Linked DNA regions of Ovis aries: all the other regions are linked to region 3. A link is a contact called in public Hi-C data. All regions are on one chromosome and are shown on one strand. Each heading gives the region's core, a stretch centred on a gene start, on an enhancer-like site or on the middle of the called end of the contact. The rest is flanking DNA. Distances are from core to core; before and after follow the strand shown. Region 1 holds the start of PM20D2 (peptidase M20 domain containing 2). Region 2 holds the start of SRSF12 (serine and arginine rich splicing factor 12). Region 3 holds the start of UBE2J1 (ubiquitin conjugating enzyme E2 J1).

Region 1 (4,518 bases), core at 1,450-3,949, 160 kb after region 3:
TATGGTGGTAAATTGATCACAAACTTGCAGTTGACATCATTATAACAATTTATTGCAAAGTATGTCCTAAAACCTCTACAGGAAATTTTCCCAATCCTCTAACACAATTTTATATAACTAATGTCAAAGATGAAAAAAGATAAGTACTATATACTAAGTCCCTCAAAATTATTTAGGAGTTATTTCTTAAAGCTTTTATTTGATTATCTTTCAGTATATGTATATAATGATTCATAATCACTTTATTGTAAGGAACTTTCTAGTTACTTACTAGTTATCCTCACAACAACCCTGTGAGGTAGGTAAGAAATCCATGTCATCATTTTAAGGTGGTTTTGAGGCAGGGAGTGAAGTGTCTTGCCCCAGGTCACAGAGCAAGTCTTAAGGCAGAGCTGGGATAGATATCCTGACCTTCAGGCCTGAAGTTTGTTTCTTTACTAAACTACCTCTTTAAAAGGTCTTAACACATTAATCCTTTATGAAAAGTATTAAATAAATCTTAATACCACAGTTAGAAACGGCCAACTGTTACACAAACTTACTAATTCGATTCCACCAGCTCAACCAGGCAGATTTATTGGTCACCAAACACCTAATTAAACAAAAGAGAACTTTACAGAATAAACATTTTACTTTGATATTTAAACTTTAACTTCTTCAAACAATTTTTAAAAGTAAAGACAAATTATCTATAAACAACTAATACACTTTCAAGGTCACGTATAAGAACACAGTGAAACAAGCTGGAAAAAGTCTTGGCTTGCAAAGAGAATCAACATAAACTCCATTTTCAGGTAAGACAGATGACCTTCTAAATCTGAGTATTATGGTTCAAAATCAGAAGTGTGTATATTTCCAGGCATTCAAACTCTTATATTAAGCTGCTTTTTACTCTTAACATTTGGCTCAAGAAATCTGATGACTTTTCAGGTTAAATCTTGCTGACTTCTCTGAACCTTTCATAAACCTGGTTAAAGCTAAACCTCTCCAGTGCTTCATGCAACAGCAAAGGACACCTCCTCCCCCAAACAAAACAAAACTCTAGCTGGATGAAAAACAAAGGCCCAGTCAGAGGCAGAAAAGAGAAGGCACCTAGACAGAAAAAGACACAAAAGATGGAACTGTTAGAATAAAAGAGAGAGGTTACTGACGCTGGAAAAAAATGGGCTAAAGAAAATGAAATATAACACTAGTCTTCCCCTTAACCGAAATGGTGCTGACTGAATCTTAGCTCACAGAATGAAGAATATACAATCTGGAAAAACAGAGTAACACAAGATTAAACTTGCCCTATGACTAACATAAGCAACATTTCCCTGTTTAATTTCTAGTTTATTTCTTAAAATCGCTAAATAAACTTTAAGACTTAAGGATCAACTCATCTATATTCTTAATGGTCACTCTCCTCCCATTTTCTGTATACTTCTAGAGGTTTTGTAGTTCTAATGGCTGAACATTTCTTATCCAAACTCCAAGGATTCTAATCACAACAGCTTCTAGAACTGCCACAAACAAACAAACAAACAAACAAAATTTTTGGAGTCTAACAAGGAGGGTCTGCAGGTCTCCCTACAATAACTACTTCCTTCTAGAGATTGCACAAGCTTGTCAGCCAATTGCGATTGCCCGTTACCAAAAACAAGCCATCACGAAAACCAGGCTTGGTTCTAAGGTTCTTTCCTAAGGGAGAAAGTCGACTCAATTGTTTACAACTATACAGGAGAGACTTCCCTGGCTCAGACGGTAAAAGCATCTGCCTACAATGTGGGAGACCTGGTACGATCCCTGGGTAGGGAAGATTCCCTGGAGAAGGAAATGGCAATCCACTCCAGTACTCTCGTCTGGAAAATCCCATGGACGGAGAAGCCTGGTAGGCTACAGTCCGTGGGGTCACGAAGAGTCGGACACGACTGAGTGACTTCACTTCACATACAGGAGAGAAAAAGTAAAAATCTGTAAAATGTCGCTAGGTCGGCAACTCATGAACTACTGATTTTGATCCAGGGATTCTGCCCGCTATAGCAAAGGCCAGGACATCGAGCGCTGTCTCCTACACCTGCCCCGGGGTGGGAAGGGACTGATGCGCAAGGGAAGCGCCAGCTGCCGCCCTTTTCCGGTCGGTCCCGGACTGGGCAGGCAAAGAGAGCCCCACTCCCGGGTCCCACCTCACCTTCACCGGCAGAGGCAGTCCGGCGAGGCTCTCCAGGGCTCCCTTCACGCCCAGGGCGGCCGCCGCCCCGACCTCGGCGATCAGGTTGTGGCCGCAGGCGTGCCCGATGCCGGGCAACGCGTCGTACTCGCACAGAAAGCCCAGGTGCAGCGGGCGCGGCGCCGCCCAGCCCCTCGGCGACCCCCACTCGGCGCGGAAGGCCGTGGCCAGCTGGTAGTGCGGCTGCACGGTCCACGACCCGGCCGGGGTCTCGCTCTGGAAGAAGCGTGTCAGCACTCCGTGGGCGTGATGCTCCTCGTAGGCCAGCTCGGGCTCGCTCCAGATGGAGCGGCTCAGGGCCCCCAGGCGCTCGGCCGCCGCGTCGATGCACTCCGCTGCGCGCAGCTTCAGCAGCTCCAGATCGGAGACGCTGGCGCAGGCACCCCCTTCCACCGGCCGCTCCTCTCCGGGTCTCATCGTGCCCACAGCCTGTGACCCGTCAGCAGTTCTCTCCGTGGAACGCTGGCCGCTCCCGGCGGCCCACCGAGCCTGCGTACACGCCCGGCGTCCGTGGAGGTCGTCGCCACAGCTCCCGGGAGACCCGCCCCCGAGTCCCCCCGACCCCGCCTCCAGAGCCTTGCCCGAAACGTGCTCCGCCCCTTCTGCAGCCCGTAGGTGCTCCGCCCCCCAGTCCGGGCGGGGGTCGCTGGGGAAAACCCGGTTCCGGCGACTCCTGCGCTCTTCTCAGTTCTCGTGGCTGTCCTGACAACTGATCTATGCTTTAAGGGTATTATTCCTTGCCCGTCGTTGCTTCTGTCCCGCAGTAGCAGAATGGGGACGGTTTCATTGGCTAATACGTATCAGAGGCAGACCAAGGGAACGTTTGTTGTTGCTTATAGTCGATAAGTCGTGTCCGACTCTGCGACCCAGTCCACTGTAGCCCGCCAGGCTCCTCTGTCCATGAGATTTCCCGGGCAAGAATACTGGAGTGGGTTGCCATTTCCTTCTCCAGGGTATCTTCCCAACTCAGGGATTGAAACACAACCCCCCTCCCCCCACCTCAGCCCCACCATTGCTGCAGTGCAGGTGGATTCTTTATCGCTGAGCCAATCAGGGGAGTCAAGTGGAACATAGTCTCCCTGAAAAACAAGCTCTCTCTAAAATAGGAATAAGCCCCTCTGTTTCTAGAATAGTAATACAAATTTATACAAGGTTTTTAGTTCATAAAATTGGGTGCCGATATAAACGGTTTGCAAAGAACACCGGTCTATAGACTACGAACTTCCCTTTGCGGTTTGCCCTAATTTTCTTCTCCTTGAGATTACTGTGTAATAGAAAGGCTGAAACTACTGTATACAGCTTTCTCATTAGAATCAGAACTCACTAATGACTGGAACAGCGTCTGGAATGCAGTAAGCACTATGTATGTATTCCCTTTATAGTCTATTTGAGTAGAATAGAATTAGAATTAAGAATCTAAAATGAGGTTTTGTGGTTTTTTTTTTAAGTGCAAAACAAAGTTAATTAAAAGATATATGGTTATATATACTCATTCTACTTTGTTGATTTGACTATGTTTTTTTAATAATAACAGCTTTGAGAGAGAGAGAGCATATTTTCTGTTTTCGTTTACAATTTTGAGGCTGAACTCAAGTAACATGAGGTGTGCAGTTGGTGTCCACATTATAACTCAGTTTTAGATTACCCAATGAAGAAATTCAAGATGCTGCAGAGTGAAGCACAAAGTCTGAAAAACTGTTGTTGATGATATAGCTATTAATAGCATGGTAGAGATTTATAATCTAAGGTGTTCCACATAGTAAAAGCTTCCATCAGCATCTCATACCCTATCACCTCTATCCTTCATTTGTCACAATTAGGTTAAGTCAGACAGAATACATTCATATAATAAGACAAATATATTTAAAAAATATTTTTTGGTATGAATCATTTTTAAAGCCTTCATTGAATTGCTACAGTATTGCTTCTGTTTTATGTGGGATGTTAGCTTCCCAACCAGGGATTGAACCCACACCCCCTTCACTGCAAGGGGAAGTCTCAACCACTGGACCACCAGGGGAGTCCCAAAAATGTACTTTTTTTTGAAAATATATTTCTGGTCTAAAGAAAGCTAATATACATGAAGACTATCTACTGCTGCTTTTAACTACTACACATATTAACATACTAGAGTATGTTAAAATACTAGAGTAATGTCACATTCTAGATCAGAAAATACTGCCATTCTCAGTCTAACCAAAACTCAGCCCTATAGACAACAAATGTGGAATTAAATTCCTGGACCCTCTTGTCTATGCTTAATAAACTTACGAATATACACTCCTGCAATAATCTCCTTTGAGTCTATG
Region 2 (4,698 bases), core at 2,146-4,645, 190 kb after region 3:
TAGGAGGAATATACATTTTTATGTCATATAAAAATTAGGGTTCCATAACTTATTTATTATTTTAAATTAAAATTTTACACATTTAAAGCATACATGATAATTGGGAATATACACACGCATAGTGAAATGATTACTACAGTCAAGTTACTTATCGTATCCATCTCTGACATGGTTACCATTTCCATAACTTATTTTAAATCAATTCCAGCTAGTTTTAAAGTTCAAGTTTGTAACTGAACCTTCATAGTTTAAGTCCCTTTCCTCAAATGCTTCTTTCTATAGGAAGAGGAAAAAAACCCACTACCTATCCATTAGGTCTTTTCAGATATGCCAGTAGAAGCTTTTTTCAAACTGTAAAGAGATTTGTAGGGTTTTGCCAATTATAAAAAGCATTTTAAAAATAACTCGACAGTACCAAATGTAAGGAAAAGAAAGTGAAAATCAGAGTGTAACGCCTCCACCTAGAAACAGCTCTGTTTATAAATGAGCATACCAATGCATATATTTTTAACTAATAGGTTCGTGGTTTACATAGAGTCCAGTGAATTTTTACCCCACTTAATGTGTCAGTGTGCATGCGTGTGTGCTAGGTCACTTCAGTTGTGTCCAACTCTTTGTGACCATATGGACTGTAGCCCAGCAGGCTCCCTTGTCTGTGGGATTCTCCAGGCACGAATACTGGAGTAGATTGCCATGCCCTCCTTCAGGGGATCCTCCCGACCCAGGGATAGAACCCACATCTCTTATATCTCCTGCCTTGGCAGGCAGGTTTTTTAACCACTAGCACCATCTGGGAAGCCCAAGGGAAGAGGCTTATTGATAACTCTCACTTCCTACCAAATCTCTTTCCTTGGCAAGGTCAGTGTAGTGGGTTGAATGGTGGCCCCAGAAAAGACAGGCTCAAGTCCTAATCTTATTTAGAAAAAGAGTCTTTGCAATTAAGTTAAGGATCTTGGGATGAGATCATCCTGGATTACCTGGGTGGGCCCTAAATCCAATGACAGTTGTCCTCATAAGACAAAGAGGAGAAAGCTGTATGAAGATGGAAGCAAGATTGGACGCACTAGGGACCAGAAGAAGCAAGGAAGGATGCTCCTCTAGTGCCTTAGGAGAGAGTGTGGCCCTGCCAACACCTTGATTTCAGATTTCTGGCCTCCTAAATCGTGAGAGAATACAATTCTGTTCTTTTAAACCACTGAATTTGTGGTAATTTGTTTCAAAAAGGTTATAGACAGCATATTAAAAAGCAGAGATGTTACTTTGCCAACAAAGCTCCATCTAATCAAAGTTATGGTTTTTCCAGTAGTCATGTATGGATGTGAGAGTTGGACTATAAAGAAAGCTGAGTGCTGAAGAATTAATGCTTTTGAACTGTGGTGTTGGCGAAGATCCTTCAGAGTCTCTTGGACTGCAAGGAGATCCAACCAGTCCATCCTAAAGGAAATCAGTCCTGAATATTCATTGGAAGGACTGACGCTGAAGCTGAAACTCCAATACTTTGGCCACCTGATGTGAAGAACTGATTCACTGGAAAAGATCCTGATGCTGGAAAAGATTGAAGGTGGGAGCAGAAGGGGACGACAGAGGATGAGATGGTTGGATGGCATCATCGACTCGATGGACATGCGTTTGAGCAACCTTCGGGGGTGGTGGTGGACAGGGAAGTCTGGCGTGCTACAGTCCATGAGTCACAAAGAGTTGGACACAACTGAGCAACTGAACTGAGAAAATCAAACTTTCCTACCATACACTCAGCCTGCTCTCCAGCCTCATTTTCTTGTGCTTCTCCAACTTGCTGCTCCTGTTTGCTGCCTTTCATTTCCCTGTATTGCCTCAAAGCCTTTGCACATGCTGTTCCAGTGCATGGATTGCTCCTCTTCATTCTCCAAATATTCCTGTAAGGCTTCTTCAGGGTAAAGGTCAGTGATCCTCTAGCCTTGCTTGCCAACCCCTATAAGGTACCCTTCCAGTAGCATGTAGCTCCTTTTCAAGAAAGAAAATTTTTTTTTATTCATTTGACAGCATCAGGTCTTGCAGCACACAGGATCTTCCTTGCATCATGTGAGATCTTTCCTGGTGGTGCCTGGACTGTCTGGTTGTGGTCCTCAGGCTCAGTTGCTCCAAGGCATGTGGGATCTTAGTTCCCCCACCAGGCACTGAACCTTTATCACCTACATTGCAAGATGGATTTTTAACCACTGGATCACAAGGGAAGTCCTGCATATAGCTATTTTCATACCCTTAGCATAGGCCTATCTTTATTAGTTTGATAATTAGATTCTGCCTCCTCTACCAAGTTGTAAGCTTCAAAGAATGTGATCCCACTCCCACCCCTTAGATTCCCAGGCTAGCCCTGAGCTTGCTGTGCCCTAACGAATCACATTTTGAACGAATGGCCACTATTCCAGAAGCATTTGCTGACCTTGGGAAACTCTCACAGCCTTTGAGGCAGCCATGGGCTAGGTAGGGTGACCATATTATTTACCCTCCCAAATTAGCCACTTCTGAGAATGAAAAGGGGTGCTACTATAATTACAAGCCACCTGGTTTCGGTCCTGGTAACAAGTTTTTCTGACCACAGTAGCAAATGTGAAGGTACGAGGATTTCTAAGATGGGGTGGCTATGACATTTTGGAGAGGCAAGGAGAGGATAATTTAAATTTGCTTAATTGCCTCTGCATTTTCATCGCTTTCTCCTACACTTGTTCATTTTTTATTGTCTGGTCTTCGCTCAAGAATGTAAACTCTATGAGGGCAGGGATGTGGCTTCTTGTTTGTTGCTGGGTCCCACACCAAGAATAGTTCTCGGTGCATAGCAGGTGCTCAATAAACATCTGAATGAATGTACTCACAGCTGAATGGTGTACTCTAAACGAATAATGGATGAAGACTCAAAACACGCAGAAAAAAAAAATCCTCACAGTTTGAAAGTCTAAACAGTCTCAGCATTCAAAGGGCAGGAGGCAGAAACATTGCCAAGGTCTGGGGCTGAGGATGCAATAAAGAAGGCCCCAGTGACCATCCGGCTGTGGCGCGTTTGAAGGCATCCTTCACCCCGCCCACCTCCGACTCGTGACATCTTTTCTCCGGATGCTCTCTAACCCCCGGTTCACCTGCTTCAGCCCCTAGGACCGCTCTAGTCCATGCCCTCCTATTACACTCTGACCCAGCCGCCTCCTCTGAGAGTCCCCTTCGACCCCCCGGGACCCCCGCGCTGCCCCTTCCCCGAAGCCCTCCACCCCGGGGCTCCTGCGCCGCCCCCTTCGAAGAGGCCCTCGAATCCTGGGACCCCCCCGCCGCCCCCTCCCCGCACGCCGCTCGGCCCCGCCCCGCCCCCGCGTGGTCCGCACGGACAGACTCGCGCTGCACATCGCTCCCCCCGCGCCCGCCTCTGCGGCTGCGCGCTGGCGGGGCCGAGGCCGAGGCGAGGGGGTCGCGCCGCGGGCCGGCGGAGCTGCTGTGGCGGCGGCGGCGGCTGCGGGAGACGGAGCGAGCCCGGCGGCCGGGCAGACCCCCGAGGGAACGGAGGAAGCGGTCATGTCTCGCTACACGAGGCCCCCCAACACCTCCCTGTTCGTCAGGAACGTCGCGGACGCCACCAGGTGAGCGGCGGCGGGTCCGCAGGTTGGGGCGCGGGGGAGGGGCGGGTAACGGCCGCGACGCAGAGCCCGGCGGGGCTAGCCTGCACCTCCCCGCCGGCCGGCCCGGGGCTCGCCGTGGAGGAGCCTCTCCCGAGGCCGGCGGGGAGTGCTCGGGGCCTGGGCGGGACTCGCGCCTCCGCCCTCCCGCCCGGCCTTTCGCCCCGGCGCGGCCCCGTCTCCGGGCCCCGCCGCCCTTGACCGCCTCCCGCACCTGGGCGGCTGGCCGGTGCCTATTCCTCGCCGAGAGAACAGGAGGAGCGCCGGCTGCCCCTGGCTGGGAGCCGCGGTCACTCCCCGCCTCCGCCCCTGAGAGTTCCTCGGGCGAGTGCCAGCGTCTCGCCCCTTTGTCGCTGTGCAGGGATAAAGCCGCGCATCTCACCACCTAGATGGGAAGGAATTGGGGATGGTGAGAACGCGTTACGGAATAGTGCGTGCCTTGGGCCTTACGACTCCCTTTCCCTGTAGTCAGTAGTCTGGTTTACTTACAGGTGGCGCTGGTTCAGTTTTATTTGTTGCCCAATTTTATACTGTATACAAAGGATAACTTCAGTGGATGAGATTTATGTGTTTTTCTTTTAAAGTTTTGAGTGCAGTGGGAACACCCATCATAATGGTTTGGTTAGACTTCCCTGGTCGATTCTGTTGCATTCAGCCCACCGCCCCCCTTTGGGGAGAATTCTGTCTGCATAGTTTCTGACGTTGACTTCTTATAGCTGTGTCTTTCTCCCTCAATAGGAGCCAGAGGGGATGGGGGGGATTAGTAGACGTTTTCATTTCACTGGGCTTGCTTAATTTACTCCACAGCCCTCCTCCCCATCCCAGTCTTTATAGTTATGCAAGATTATCTTGTAGTACATAAGGGAAAGCTGAAATTCAGAGTTTCAGTGACTTACCTGGAGCTTCACGGCTGGAAATATATTGGAGCCTTTGACTCCAGAGCCATCAGGAGTAATCATCATAATTTACTTTTGAGAAGTAAATTTTAAGTCTTTTTTAGAAATTTGATTTCTGCTAGTAATATATATATGTATGTCGCAACTATAGACTGTGAGTTAAC
Region 3 (4,285 bases), core at 139-2,638:
GACACTGGTGGCTCAGGCCATAAAGAATCCACCTGCAATGCGGAAGACCTGGATTCGATCCCTGGGTTGGGAAGATTCCCCTGCAGGAGGGTATAGCAACCCTCTCCGGTATTCTCGCCTGGCAAATCCCCTTGGACAGAGGAGCCTGGTGGGCTACAGTCCAGGGGTTGCAAAGAGTCCATGGGGTCGAAAGAAGACACAACTGAGCGACTAAGCACAGCACAGCAAAAAAAATGTTTTAAAAAACGTGAATTTCCCTTCAGTTCAGTTCAGTCACTCAGTCGTGTCCGACTCTTTGCGGCCCCTTAGGAAACGATAAATTATACTCTATTTTCAGAGATTTTCTTGTGCCTGCTCTTTCTCAAAAATATTCAGCTCAAGATAATCCTTATGCCAAAGAGGTATATTTTGGGGTGGCATATTGTTACCTTTCAAAAAGAAAGTTTTCTATTTTTATATAACAAAATAAAATTTGCCCAGCCTGGTTAACCCTCTTCATTCCACATAGAATTCTCTCCTTCCCTCTTCATCCTCTCCGTCGTCCCAATCCCCCCTCTTTTCCTAAATCCTTGTCCCTTTTTACGTCTTTTTCGTGACGTCAGTTTCTACAATGAAGCCCGAAATGTGTTCTTTGAGGGGATACCTTTCATATATGTATGCTTCCGAACCCGATTCAATTCTTTTTAAAAAATCTCCCCAAATGCTTAACTAACTGCCTTGCACCCAAGCATATTTGTCTGGGGGAAAAAAAAATGTTATAAAAACCCTTCTCATTCTCTTATCACTGGATTTCTCCTTTCCTGCTTAACTGTTTCCACCTCAAACAGCTACCGATCTGAAAACAAAGCACTTGGCGTAGCCGGCCCACACGGGCGACGGGCTGGGGTGGCTCTGAACTGGTCTCGAGGACCTGGGCCCAGATCCACCCGCAGCGAGGGCGGTCGGGGCGTTTCGGGCCGCGCCTTTCCGCGGGAAGTCCCGCAAGCGCCTGGGGAGCCCGGGTGGGCCCGGGCAAGGCTAAGACCTGAGCGCCGTCCGCTCCTGCAGATCCGGGAGTGCGCTTCGCGGGACCGGGGAGGTGACCAGCGGCCGAGCCGCGCCCCCGCCACGAAGCGACTGCCACGTCAGGACAACTTCACAAAACCTGGGCGAGGGCGGGTGACGCAGGCCGGGCGGCCGTGGCGGCTTTGGGCCCGCGGCCAGACGAGGAGGCTGACCTCCAGCCCAGCCCCGGCTTCAGCGACACCCCGGCCGGCGCCGGCGCCTGCCCGGCCCTCTGGGAGGCGGGGGAGCAGCGCAGGAGGCGGCGCCACCGCGGAGCCCGCGCCCTCCCGCCCCGCCCGCAGTCCCGGCCTGGGCGGGGCGGCCACCGCGGAGGCTCCTCGGCCAGACCCGGTCGGCCCGAACCGAGTTGAGACGCGGGAGTCGGCGGCGCGGAGAGGCGGCGACGGCGGCGGCGGGCCGGGAGGCTGGAGCCGGGCCAGCCCCCCGCCATGGAGACCCGCTACAACCTGAAGAGTCCGGGTGAGCGGGGCTGTGGGCAGGGGGCGGTGCCGCACGGTGAGCGCGATGGGGGAGTGACCCCGGACCCCGGGGACCCGCGCCGCGGTCCCCTCGCGTCGGCCGCCACTCGCCGCTCCGCTCCCGGTTCCGCGCTCTACGCCAGCCCGCCGCCTGCCGGGCTGGTGCAGGCCGCGGAGCCGGGCGGGCCGGCAGGCACAAAACCTGGGGTCTCCCTTCCGCACCCCGACTGCCCTTCCCTCATTTTCGCCACGTAGAACTGGGTTATCAGCTCGTCCCCGAGAACAGGTGTAATGGTGACGGCCGTGAGTAATAGAAATAGAGATCAACCCCTTGCCCTACCTGCGCCTTGAACACGGTCGTTAGCTCTTCTCCGTCGCCGCCACCGGACTTTTATTAGCTGTTTGACTCACTCTCATTTGAGGATTTCGTTTAAACGTCCTGTTTGCAGCCTTTGGGGCAAATAGAATTACAGACATAAAGGAAATGTTCCGGACTAAAGCGGTTAACCAAAAAGCTAAGAAAACTAGTTGAGCCATGTACTTTAGAACTAACCAAGATTTTAGCCATACTGGTATGATGTATGTATGTCTCTGTTCAGGCATAGAAACTTCTCTTCCTGTCTTTAATACCCCTGCTTCATTCACAGAAGCAGCCAAACAATCCTAGCCTCAAATACTTTTCTGGTGTATAATAAAGAAGCGGGCTTCCCTGATGGCTCAGCGATAAAGAATCCGCCTGCCAGTGCAGGAGACGCGGGTTGCATTCTGGTCCGGAAGATCCCCTGGAGGAGGAAATGGCAACCCACTCCAGTGTTCTTGCCTGGAGAATCCCGTGGACAGAGGAGCCTGGCGGGCTACAGTCCAAGGGGTCGCGAAAGAGTCAGAAACGACTTAGTGACTAAACAACAAAATTAAGAAGCACGAAAAGGAAGCAGCTCTCAGATTAAGACAGGCTTCAAACAAACCTTTGGATTCTGTAAGTGGTATTGGATTTGTACCTTGATAAATTTGTTCAGAGGGAGAAACTCCACACTTCAGGTCTAAATAATCCTAATAAAGGATTTTAGTGATGGTTTGGCCAACCTTTATTGGTTCTTTTTTTTGTTTTTCCTTCCGAAGAAGCGACTTCTCAGTAAGAATCAGCAAGATTAACATGCTCATGGAGAGAGTTGATACTGTGAATCTTGGATTTTTTTTTAATGACTTAAAAACATAACAAAAACTGAAGAAAAGCCTGAGGATACTGATTGAACAGAGCTTTGTTAACTTGAGTTCTGTCAGGCTAAGAAACGTTCTCCGGTAACCAAGAATCAGTCATAACGTTTGGGGGAGCCATAGACTTAAAAAAAAAAAAAATCCGCGGAAGGGTCTGGACTCTCCAAGAAATACGTTTATAGGATTCAATTTCAGTGGATTCACCACCCCTGCCATCCTCAACCCATCTCCTAAGCCAGGGGGAATAAAGGGAGATGAAAGAGAACGAGGGAAAGAAAAGCTTAATTTTAAGATTAGATGGTGGAATGCTTAGAATGTGAAAATTGTGCTAGATTTTAATAAAAATATGTGGGGAAAATGTAGGGTGACTGTTCGGTCACATGGTACCAAGTTCCTTGAGACAGCCGAGGTATTTAGTGGAATGTCCAGAGAATAATGAAAATGAGTAATAGTGCAGTTTGGAATGGAGTGTTGGTGGGTCCCAAGAGAGTGTTGTCAGAGGACTTTGCTGAATTTTGATAGGTTATTGTACCCGAGACTGTGATAAGCTTTTAAAATTCTTAAGAATTCTTTTCTGTTTCTACACTGTATGACTTACTGTAAGGTAGGTACTGGTTGAGCTTTCTTTGGTAGACATGCTTCTAGCTGTATAATAAATTGCTTCGTCTTTTCGGTTTCATTTCCTCAGAGGTAGTGCTATTGTTCTAAAGAAGAGTTTTTTTAAACTTTTGGTTTAATTCTACAGATCATTTGGTGTTCACAGAAAAAGTGAATTAGCCGAAATATGGAACTTATTGAAAGTGCGGAAAGCATAGTGAAAATGTTTTCTTTTTTTGAAAATGTTTTTTTTGTTTTTTTTCTGTCTTGTAATACTTTTTAAGGTAATGAATGCATGAAAGGAAGTGGTTAAAAACGCTGCACAATGTAAGAGCTATAACCCTTTTTCTATCTGACGTGGAATTGTCTTAGAGATATGGATGGGACAATTAAGACAATACAAATAACTGGTTAAAGGCCAGTTTGTTAGCATATGGATAGTAAATTTGTTCATTTTATAGATGGAACAATGTATTTTTAATGATTTTTCTAGAATGGACCTGTGATAATGGGCAGAACTCTATGTGAGGTTACCTCTTAAGCCTCTGACTACCCTGTCAGTAGTTGCTTCTGGATCAGGCACCCTGCTCTCTTTTTTGGGTCTCTTCTGGTCTAAGTATCAGGGTCTCAGAGTACAAAGTAAGGGGACATAAAGTATAAAGAACTTCCTGTGGCAAGATTTCTTCAGAAGGGCCCTATCTGCTCGTTCAGCAGATGGTTGGCATATAAGAAATTGGTGCAAAGGCACCCATTACCTCCATCAGAAATATAGGAGTTACTCTATCCATGGGCTTCCCTGGTGACTCAGTGGTAAAGAACCTGCCTGCAGTGCAGGAGCCACAGGAGACATGGGTTCAGTCCCTAGGTCAGGAAGATCCCCTGGAGGAGGGCATGGCAACCCACTCAAATATTCTTGCTTGGAGAATCTCGTGGACAGAGGAGCCTGGCGG

The links. Hi-C and Micro-C count contacts between places; a contact is called where the count stands out from the background.
Region 1: a contact with region 3 is called in a Hi-C map of liver, with 5 times the contacts expected there. The contact joins the promoter of PM20D2 here to the promoter of UBE2J1 in region 3. A contact is called at or near these places in 2 of 16 Hi-C or Micro-C datasets (liver and tail adipose tissue).
Region 2: a contact with region 3 is called in a Hi-C map of hypothalamus, with 3 times the contacts expected there. The contact joins the promoter of SRSF12 here to the promoter of UBE2J1 in region 3. A contact is called at or near these places in 3 of 16 Hi-C or Micro-C datasets (hypothalamus, skin fibroblasts and tail adipose tissue).

Annotation. Positions count from the first base shown.
Region 1 is chr8:48,339,650-48,344,167 of ARS-UI_Ramb_v3.0, forward strand. PM20D2 (peptidase M20 domain containing 2) reads right to left here and starts at 2,700. Exons shown (of 7, transcript XM_015097387.4): 1 at 2,171-2,700. The coding sequence starts at 2,626.
Region 2 is chr8:48,368,651-48,373,348 of ARS-UI_Ramb_v3.0, forward strand. SRSF12 (serine and arginine rich splicing factor 12) reads left to right here and starts at 3,396. Exons shown (of 5, transcript XM_042253411.2): 1 at 3,396-3,602.
Region 3 is chr8:48,178,318-48,182,602 of ARS-UI_Ramb_v3.0, forward strand. It overlaps UBE2J1 (ubiquitin conjugating enzyme E2 J1), which reads left to right and starts at 1,389. Exons shown (of 9, transcript XM_060419572.1): 1 at 1,389-1,524; 2 at 2,171-2,499.